Regions from separate parts of the Mus musculus genome. Here region 2 is linked to region 1. A link is a contact called in public HiChIP or PLAC-seq data. All regions are on one chromosome and are shown on one strand. Each heading gives the region's core, a stretch centred on a gene start, on an enhancer-like site or on the middle of the called end of the contact. The rest is flanking DNA. Distances are from core to core; before and after follow the strand shown.

Region 1 (4,189 bases), core at 1,029-3,528:
ATAATCTTAATGGCTGAGCCATCTTTCCAGCCTTGTTGGACTATTTTTTTGATCCTAGCTGTTGCCCAGTTCTAGAACTGTAAATGAGATCTGAATTGGTGGATGTGCAACGTTCTCTTGCAATACCATTCTCTTCGCTGGGCAAGAAAAGGCCATGAGAGGGAAAAGTCCCTGTCCAGCTTTTGAAAACATACCGTCCAAGAACCATGGGGTCTCACTGGTACCTTTATCTCCATGGAGACAGGTGGTGGAAGGAAAGAAGAAGACAGCTGTGAAAGAACAGGAGGAAAGGGGGTGTATTTAAAACAGAACAGAATAGCTTAGATCTAGAGAAATTTTTGAATGGAATCTCTGGCTCAAAGTGCACTGAGAACAGGGTCAGCCCTACTCCCCACTGCTTCTATAATACTTTGTATTTGCAACAAGAGGAAAAAAATTCGGTCTGCTTGGACCTCATTCTCATTTCAGGCAGGCTATGCTCAGGAGTCTCATTCTGAGAACCAGTTCTAAGAAATATATCTTTAGGCCCAACCCCCCAAAAGGGAGAGGCTGCAATAAAGGGGGGTCCAAAGGATGAAGTCATGAAATGAATGGAAAGAAAGGAAACTTCTTCGGGCTGAAGATGAAAGGCCTTTTTCCTGTGAAAATGTGTTAGAATATGTCATACTCTTCTTCCCAGAATAGAACAGCCTGCTCCTTACATTATTTAACACCAGGGAGAACAAAGAACTGGAGAATAGACATTGATCCCAATTCAGCCCCTGGGATGAAAGATGGGAAAGATGACCTAATGGTGATTTCCTATCTCTAATTTGCATGATCATTTGAATCTCAAAACAAGAAAAACAAGGAGCCAGAGTCCTCAGTAGCCAGGGGGGCAAGTGAGCTGCCCCTTGGCATCTCTCTGGGGCAGATATCCAGTGCAATTCCATGGCCCTCACCTCCAGTGCCTCATACAGAAGTTGCTGATGCTCAAACTCCACATATCCTAGAGACTCAGAAGAGAGTCACTATCCGGGACCAAGTACACAGACAGCTGCCCTCTAAAAGGTTAGGACAGCAGTAATGAGAAACAAGCCTTCTCACCAGACATGAGAGGTGAAAGTCTGACAAAGAGCATGGGAAAGTTTCTCAGTCAAGTAGATAGGAAGGCATGGTTCAAATTCTACTGTGTAGAGAAGGTTGTCTCTGTGCTGGTGCATAAAAGGCCCAGAGAACACTCGCCTGAAATCCAGAGGGGTTGGTGAAACAAAGCCATACTGTACTATTGAAGGTAGCAGAGCAGACCTGGCGGTGGGGCGCCTCTGCTCTCCTGACACTACTCCTTCCCATTTCAGAAGGGGCTATCTACACCCAAAGAGGAATTAATACAAAGAAATTTGAGGCACAGAAACAAAGGAAAGTATGAAGAGAACATTGTTCATCTGGAGCCAAAACGGTGATCATGATGGTGATAGATGAGAGAGAGAGGTGTGAAAATACAGCCATGGCTTGATGGATGTAGACTCCCCTCACCTGCCTGCCTACCTGCTGCAAGTCACTTTTTCTCCCCACAAAGTATAATGTAAGTACCTGAAGTCTTGGTGGCTGTACAGAGAGATGAGCTGGGAAGGGGGCAAATGAACTGTTGGGCCATCAGGTCCAGGGTGCTACCCATCTCTGCCCTTGATGCATGGAAGTGGCCAGTTTGGATGGTTCATTTAAAGGGCAAACAGGTGGATAAAGGGTGATCCCCGGGGTGGAGGATGTCAAAGGTTTTGAGCAGATAGAAGCCGCCTTCCTTGCACTTAGACCAGGAGGGGTCAGAAACACTTAGCCACTAAGCAGAGGGTGATTTTCTCTGATCTCAGAGCCACAAAGAAAAAACTGGGACTCTGCTCCTCTGCTTGTCTGTGCCAAGTCAACTCAATAATGAAAGGTGGCTAGCAGACGCTCAGTCCTAATGTGCTTCCATGACAGCCAAATGAAGCCTTACTAACCCCCATCATGCCTGAGGGCTTTCGCCAATTAGCAGAACACCCCTGAATATTCCCTATAGCCTCTGCAACTTCAGGCTAGGTAAGGCCTCTTCCTAGTGAGTGTGGGCTGTCCTCCAGGCAGGTGTAGCCTCTTCCTCCTTTTCTTTTTGAAGAAAAGGGATCCTGGTGTGTTCAAAGAGGCCTCCATTCTGTAGATGCTAGGGTGAGTTTTGCTTTTACATAGTTTACACGGGTGAGGTGTGGATGAGGGCTCTCCTCCTCCCCTTGCCTGGGGGGATTAAGGCACTCCATTGTTCCAGGCCTATTGGCCTCAACATTTGCATACATCAAGTCCCTAGGGCTGTGAATAGAGCCAGCTGCACCTGCCACCCTTTGCTCTGGGGGCTGACCCTGGTCAGACCTTCCAGGTAATTCCATTTGTGTCATAACAGATTCAAGAGGCTGGGCTTGAGAGGTGAGGGGGAGACGGAGTTAAATGCATGTGCTTCTGGGATGGCTAAAAATGGTCAGAGCTGGCTCCAGAATCATTGATATTCTTCTAAGCAGGCCATTATTTGTAGAGACTTCCAGCCTCCTAAAGCCTCATTGAACTTGAGAATCTGCAAGCTTCCTTTCTTTCTACAGACTCTCTGGCATCTTTCTTACTTCATCCATCCAAGTCACAGTTAGGGAACGCTCTAGGTGGCACCTCCTTAGCTTCAGAGGAGGCACCAGGATGAGCTCGTTGATCTAAACATGGTAGAACACATAACTGAATAAGCCAGAGGAGTGTGGAAGGAGCCCAGTGTCCTATCAAAGCAGACTTCTGGGGCCGGGCAGCTCTCCTGTGTAAATGATTTTATACGATACACAAGTCGCTCTATTGCTGAGAATAAAGAACATCCCCATTGGACAGGGAAAGGGGGGCTCTCCAATGAGACACGATGGACATAGCTAACCACTGACATGGTTAGGACAATCTGGGCTTTGTGTTCCAAGTCCTCCCGCTATGCTGCTGTGGCGCAGCGCAGAGACAGAGTGAGCTCATGAGGCTTTCTACTTCAGCAGGACTCAGCTGAAGGGTTTAATACGCCTGTGATGTATAATAGTGATCTCAGAATATTTTACTGGCAAATCAAGGAAAAGAATTTATTGAGCACCTGAGGTGTACAGAGCCCAGGGCTCCACTTGCTGATAAACTGCACCCTAAGGAACACTAGTGAATGAATGGTTTTATTGACTGATGTGTGCCCATATTAGCTGGAACAGGGTTAGTTTAAACCCCACCAACAATTCTCCTGCTGATCTAGTCTGCAGCCTCCTCCCTCTCCCTACCCCCAAAAGGCTACTTAACACCCCACAATTCTTAATTTTTGCACTCCCCAATCAGGAATGGCCATAACAACAATGTCTGGTGGTTCTTATCTGACCACATTTTAATACCATTGGTCATGTGCCCAGGGTGTTACAGTTAACTGCATTTTGGGGATAAAAAGCAAGTATAATATAACTAATATAACTTCTTCTTGTGTAAGTTTGCCTTTTGAAAATAGACACTTTTATGAATGCTGACAGATGCATGCAACGTGGTATCCACAAGCATAACCAGGATATAAAGCAGTACAAAAAAAAACCCCACAAATGATCTAAATTAGAAGGAATGGTGAAAGCTATGACTCAGCATATAACTACATGTCACCTTCCATCTTGGAGAGAACTTAGGGCAGAAACTCAACTAGGAACACAGAGGTAGGAGCTGAAGCAGAGACTATGGAGGAATCCTGTTTACTGCCTTGCTTTCATGACTTGCTCAGCCTGTTTTCTTATACAACACAGGAATACCTACCCAAGGGTGGCATTACCCACGTTGATGTGGGTCCTTCCACATCGGTTATTAATCAAGAAAATGCTCCACAGGCCAGATTTTTACCTCAGTGATGCTGGTCTTTTATTAATCACAGTTGATTAATTTTATACCCTAGCAGTCAACACTGATTGTCTCAATAAAGCAAACGTTTCCCTTCTAAAGATCCTTAATACAAGATATCACATGAATAGCTCTGAGAGTTCTGTTTTCCCCTGAAGTACGAAAAGCCAGGCCTCCATCATCTGTAACTCTCTCACCCTTCCTATCTGCCAATGTGGAAAGCCTTCTGGGGTACCACTTGACAGGAGTCTGACATTAGCTAAGGACAAAGAAATGGGCTTCAGACAGGAATCTGACATTGGCC
Region 2 (3,623 bases), core at 1,122-3,621, 390 kb before region 1:
TATTTAATACTCCCAGCTTTTAAAAATGAAGTGCAGGGCTGGAGAGATGTACCAGCGATTAAAAACACCTGTTGCTTGTTCCCAGCCCCCTCATGGTGGTTCATAACTATTTCTATCCACAGTTCCGGGAGGTCTGTTGCCTTCTTCTGACTTCCGTGGGCACCAGGCACCCACATGGTACATGTACATACATGCGGGCAAAACATTCAAACACATAAAAAATACATGTAGAGAACTGTATTAGACTGTGTACTTAGCAAGTATGGCTGTGTCTGGTTTGGTTCTGAAAGAGACATAATCTATATTTCTTGTACATTTGACTTTTTACTTTTTCAGGAGCTATGTGATTTTCCATCCTTAACAAGTAAAGGTAGTTCGACACAGATGAACTAACAGGTGCGAGGATAGAAACTGTACACAGATATTGCTGTGGAAACCGTATAGGAATAGGCCGGGGTTGCTGGTATGAACCATGCCAGAAATGGTAGGCACAGATGGGTCCCGTGAAGTGTGCAGGTGCCCTGTTCACCCTTCCCCAACTGCAGAAGGGTCAGGAAGCAAGTTTGGGCAGAGGGCAGAAGTGGAATTGAGACATGGGTCCACACCTTTCACCCTTTCCTGACCCCATAGGAGGCTCTGGAGCAGACATGATTTCAGCCAATCAGCAGAGGATGCCCTGTGACAGGACCGCCCTTAAGCCCCGCCCCACTGCTCTCTCTCTATAGGGACTCTGCAATCAGAAAAGGCAGCTGGATGAATAGCTTGCTCTCAGCTGGTTGTTGGGAAAGAGATATCCTTGGGCTAGAAAGTGCTTACTGGGCTCGCTCCAGGGAGCCCGCAGCTTCCTCTACAGTGAAAGCAGGGACAGAAGGCAAGGCGGACCTGTTGGAGAAGCTCAATGCCCTGCCGTCCATGTGGTCTCAGAGATGTTCCAGAAACCCTTGTCTTGTTGTAGAGTGTTAAAGCTCCCCCTCGCACTTTTTTAAATCGGGCACTCAAGAGGCAGAGGCAGGAGGATCTCTGTGAGTTCAAGACCAACCTGGTCTACAGAGTGAGTTCCAGGAGAGCCAGGACTACATACCTAGTGAGGCCATGTCTCAACAAACAAAACAAAACAAACAAAAGCCAAACAAACAAATAAAGAAAGCTTGTTTTAGACAGTGGGGAGCTGGGTGTCCTGTAGACACATAGTAGGGTTGTAGCACAACTTTGTCTCCATAGGAAGTTTCTAGTGGAAAAATTAAATGAGATTAGTTTTTTTTTTTTTTTTTTCAGACTTCTGTCCATCCATTAGTGAAGGGCATCCCCGGGAGAACCGAAGACAGAAGTGGTGGGGACGATGATGATGATGATGATGACGATGATGATGATGGTGTGTGTGTGTTTATATGTGGGGAGGGTCTGCTTCTAAGAGGAAGGGCTGAAGACAAATCTATGGCCTGATCTTCTGCGGCTCAGGAGAGCGACTTGACTTTGACTTTGACCAGTCCCGCAGGCAGGCAGGTAGCAGGGAGGCAGATTATAGAAGCAGTGCAGATCTGCTGGAGCACAGGTCAGTGTCCACACGGGAAGAATCACTCCTTCCAACTGGGAGGCCTGACGAAAGTATAATCACAGAACTCTTTAATCAGCCGGAGAGTCCCAGCTGTGAAGGTCTTCCACCTGAGAAGACCTCCTGGTAGGGCCTGCTGACAACCAAGCTATAGCTAGAGGACATCCTGACAGAAACTGTGACTTCCAGAGCAGGGAAACATCCATCCTGAAAGGCTCAGGAAATTCCTGGGTTCTCTCACTTCCCATGCCTTGCCCAGGTCTCCAGGGTACAGGGTAGGGTGGGCGGGGAGGACCCCGGCCCAGGGTGCTGTTCATGGTGCAGGAAAACTACGGAATCAGCGCATCACTTAACCCTCACGTCATAAATTCAATCTGAGCATCACACTTTTTTTCCCCCCTTATGAAATGAGAACTCGCATCCCTAGCGAGGCTGGCAGCTGAGTCACTCAAAGACCCCAGACTTTATTTACTCAGAATCCAGGCTCAGCTCTCCGTGGGGGCTGATGTTGCCTCTCACAGTGGGACTTGGGGACTGAAGCTTTTCTAGCCTATTGGTCAGCCACTGCCTCCACCCCTACCCCCCACCGCCATCTCCAGGAATTCCTTACCCATCCTCCCCATCCTATGCTTAGCTTCTAGGCTGCGGCGCCTATAGCCTTTTGGGGAAACAGAGAGGACACTGGCGCCTGTGACGTCCAGGAGGCGCCAGCAGCCTTAGGTGCCGAATCTAAGCCAAAGTTGAAGCCTCTCCGCCCCGCTCTGCTGAAACCAGATTGCCGCAGCCAACAGTCCAGCAGTAGCGCAGGTCGGAGCGCTCCCTGGTGGGCGGGCAGGGTACCCGCGGCCGCGCTCACAGCCAGTCCCTCCAGATCCGGCTCGCAGCTGCTCAGTTCCAGGGGCGGCAGAGCTGGCAGCGGGCAATGCAGAGGGTTCCGGTGGCAGGAACTGGGGCTCTGGGCCACCGGTTCAGGCCGCCCAGGAAATGCCTTCTCTGCCGTTCCGCCGGGACAAGCGGGGGATGGGAGGGCGAAGCCATCAGAAAGGAGGCGGGTCAGGCGCAGCTGCTAGGATGGAAGCCGGAGAGCGTGTTCTGCTGGAATCTTAGCTCAGGCCATTCCTTTTTAGAAAGTTTGGAGTCACAACAGGTTGCTAGCTACAGGACCCAGGGAAAGAAGGCAAGGACCACCACTGCCTTGCAGATTAGACTGGGTACTCGCTCTCATTAGGTAACCATGAATAAACGAACCCAAATAAGACATAAACCTCAGGTGTGCTGAAGCTGAATTCTCCCCTTAACATATTTTCCAAAGAGTAAGCATTGTGGATAAGTTTATTGGAGGGCATTTTTTTTTCTTTTTCTGGTTCTGGTGGTAGCACTTGTTGGATACCCAGGAACGATAGATAAAGGTAGGGGGTTCCAGTCAGATTGGCATCAGCTCTGCCCAAGATCGAATCTCAGGCTTCGCATTTGGTGTGTAAGGCCAAGCAAGAAATGGCATCTGCTGAGGTCTGAACGAGGGAAGCTATGGCACAGGAGTAACTCCCAAGTCACTCCAGGATAGCTCCTGGGGAGTTTGAAGGCCAAAGGACCAAAGCGTGCAGTCGCAGCCTGCAACTTGCTCCGAACTGCAAATTCTGACCCCGCCCACCCGCTGACCTTGGACGGCCGAGGCCCTGGCTTGGGGCATAGAGAGAACTCCCCTATTGTTCTCCGCAACCGGACCTAGTAGGCCAGGCTGCGATTTAGCCCTTAGGCGCTCAGCTCAGCGCCACACTTTTGGCAATTTCCGACGCCCACGTCTTTGCTTCCACTCGTTGGCTTCCTCCCTCCACCCCCGGAAAAAGAGACTCCAAATATATCCGGTGGTCTCGATGTGTAATCGCTCACTTAATGGCCTTTGCTAACCCACAGGACAGGGACCATTTCTATTTACACGTAGTCAGGCCTTCAGGGAGCCACGTGGGAACTGCAATTCACCACTTTCAAATCAGCAACTTCCTTCCCATCTAAATAACGAGAACTTGAAAAGGCGCCGGTCGGAGACCCTGATCTTTCCTTCTCGAACTGA

The links. HiChIP or PLAC-seq counts read pairs in DNA pulled down with a chosen protein or histone mark.
Region 2: an H3K27ac HiChIP or PLAC-seq map of differentiating embryonic stem cells shows a contact between it and region 1, with 8 times the contacts expected there. The contact joins two enhancer-like sites. A contact is called at or near these places in 2 of 39 promoter capture datasets (the 3T3-L1 cell line and hippocampal neurons), 2 of 484 Hi-C or Micro-C datasets (the N1E-115 cell line and uterus) and 4 of 115 datasets of contacts at active chromatin or transcription factors (differentiating embryonic stem cells, embryonic midbrain, embryonic stem cells and 1 more).

The regions. Positions count from the first base shown.
Region 1 is chr11:63,531,855-63,536,043 of GRCm38.p6, reverse strand. No RefSeq gene overlaps it. Among named protein-coding and RNA genes, the nearest start is that of Gm40016, 70 kb to the right of the region's middle. Within about 2 kb of position 2,278, at least 18 of the 459 cell types and tissues checked have an H3K27ac peak or open chromatin away from gene starts, as enhancers often do. A contact at or near this core is called in differentiating embryonic stem cells, where this site is marked.
Region 2 is chr11:63,924,194-63,927,816 of GRCm38.p6, reverse strand. No RefSeq gene overlaps it. Among named protein-coding and RNA genes, the nearest start is that of Hs3st3b1, 3.7 kb to the right of the region's middle. Within about 2 kb of position 2,371, at least 32 of the 459 cell types and tissues checked have an H3K27ac peak or open chromatin away from gene starts, as enhancers often do. A contact at or near this core is called in differentiating embryonic stem cells, where this site is marked.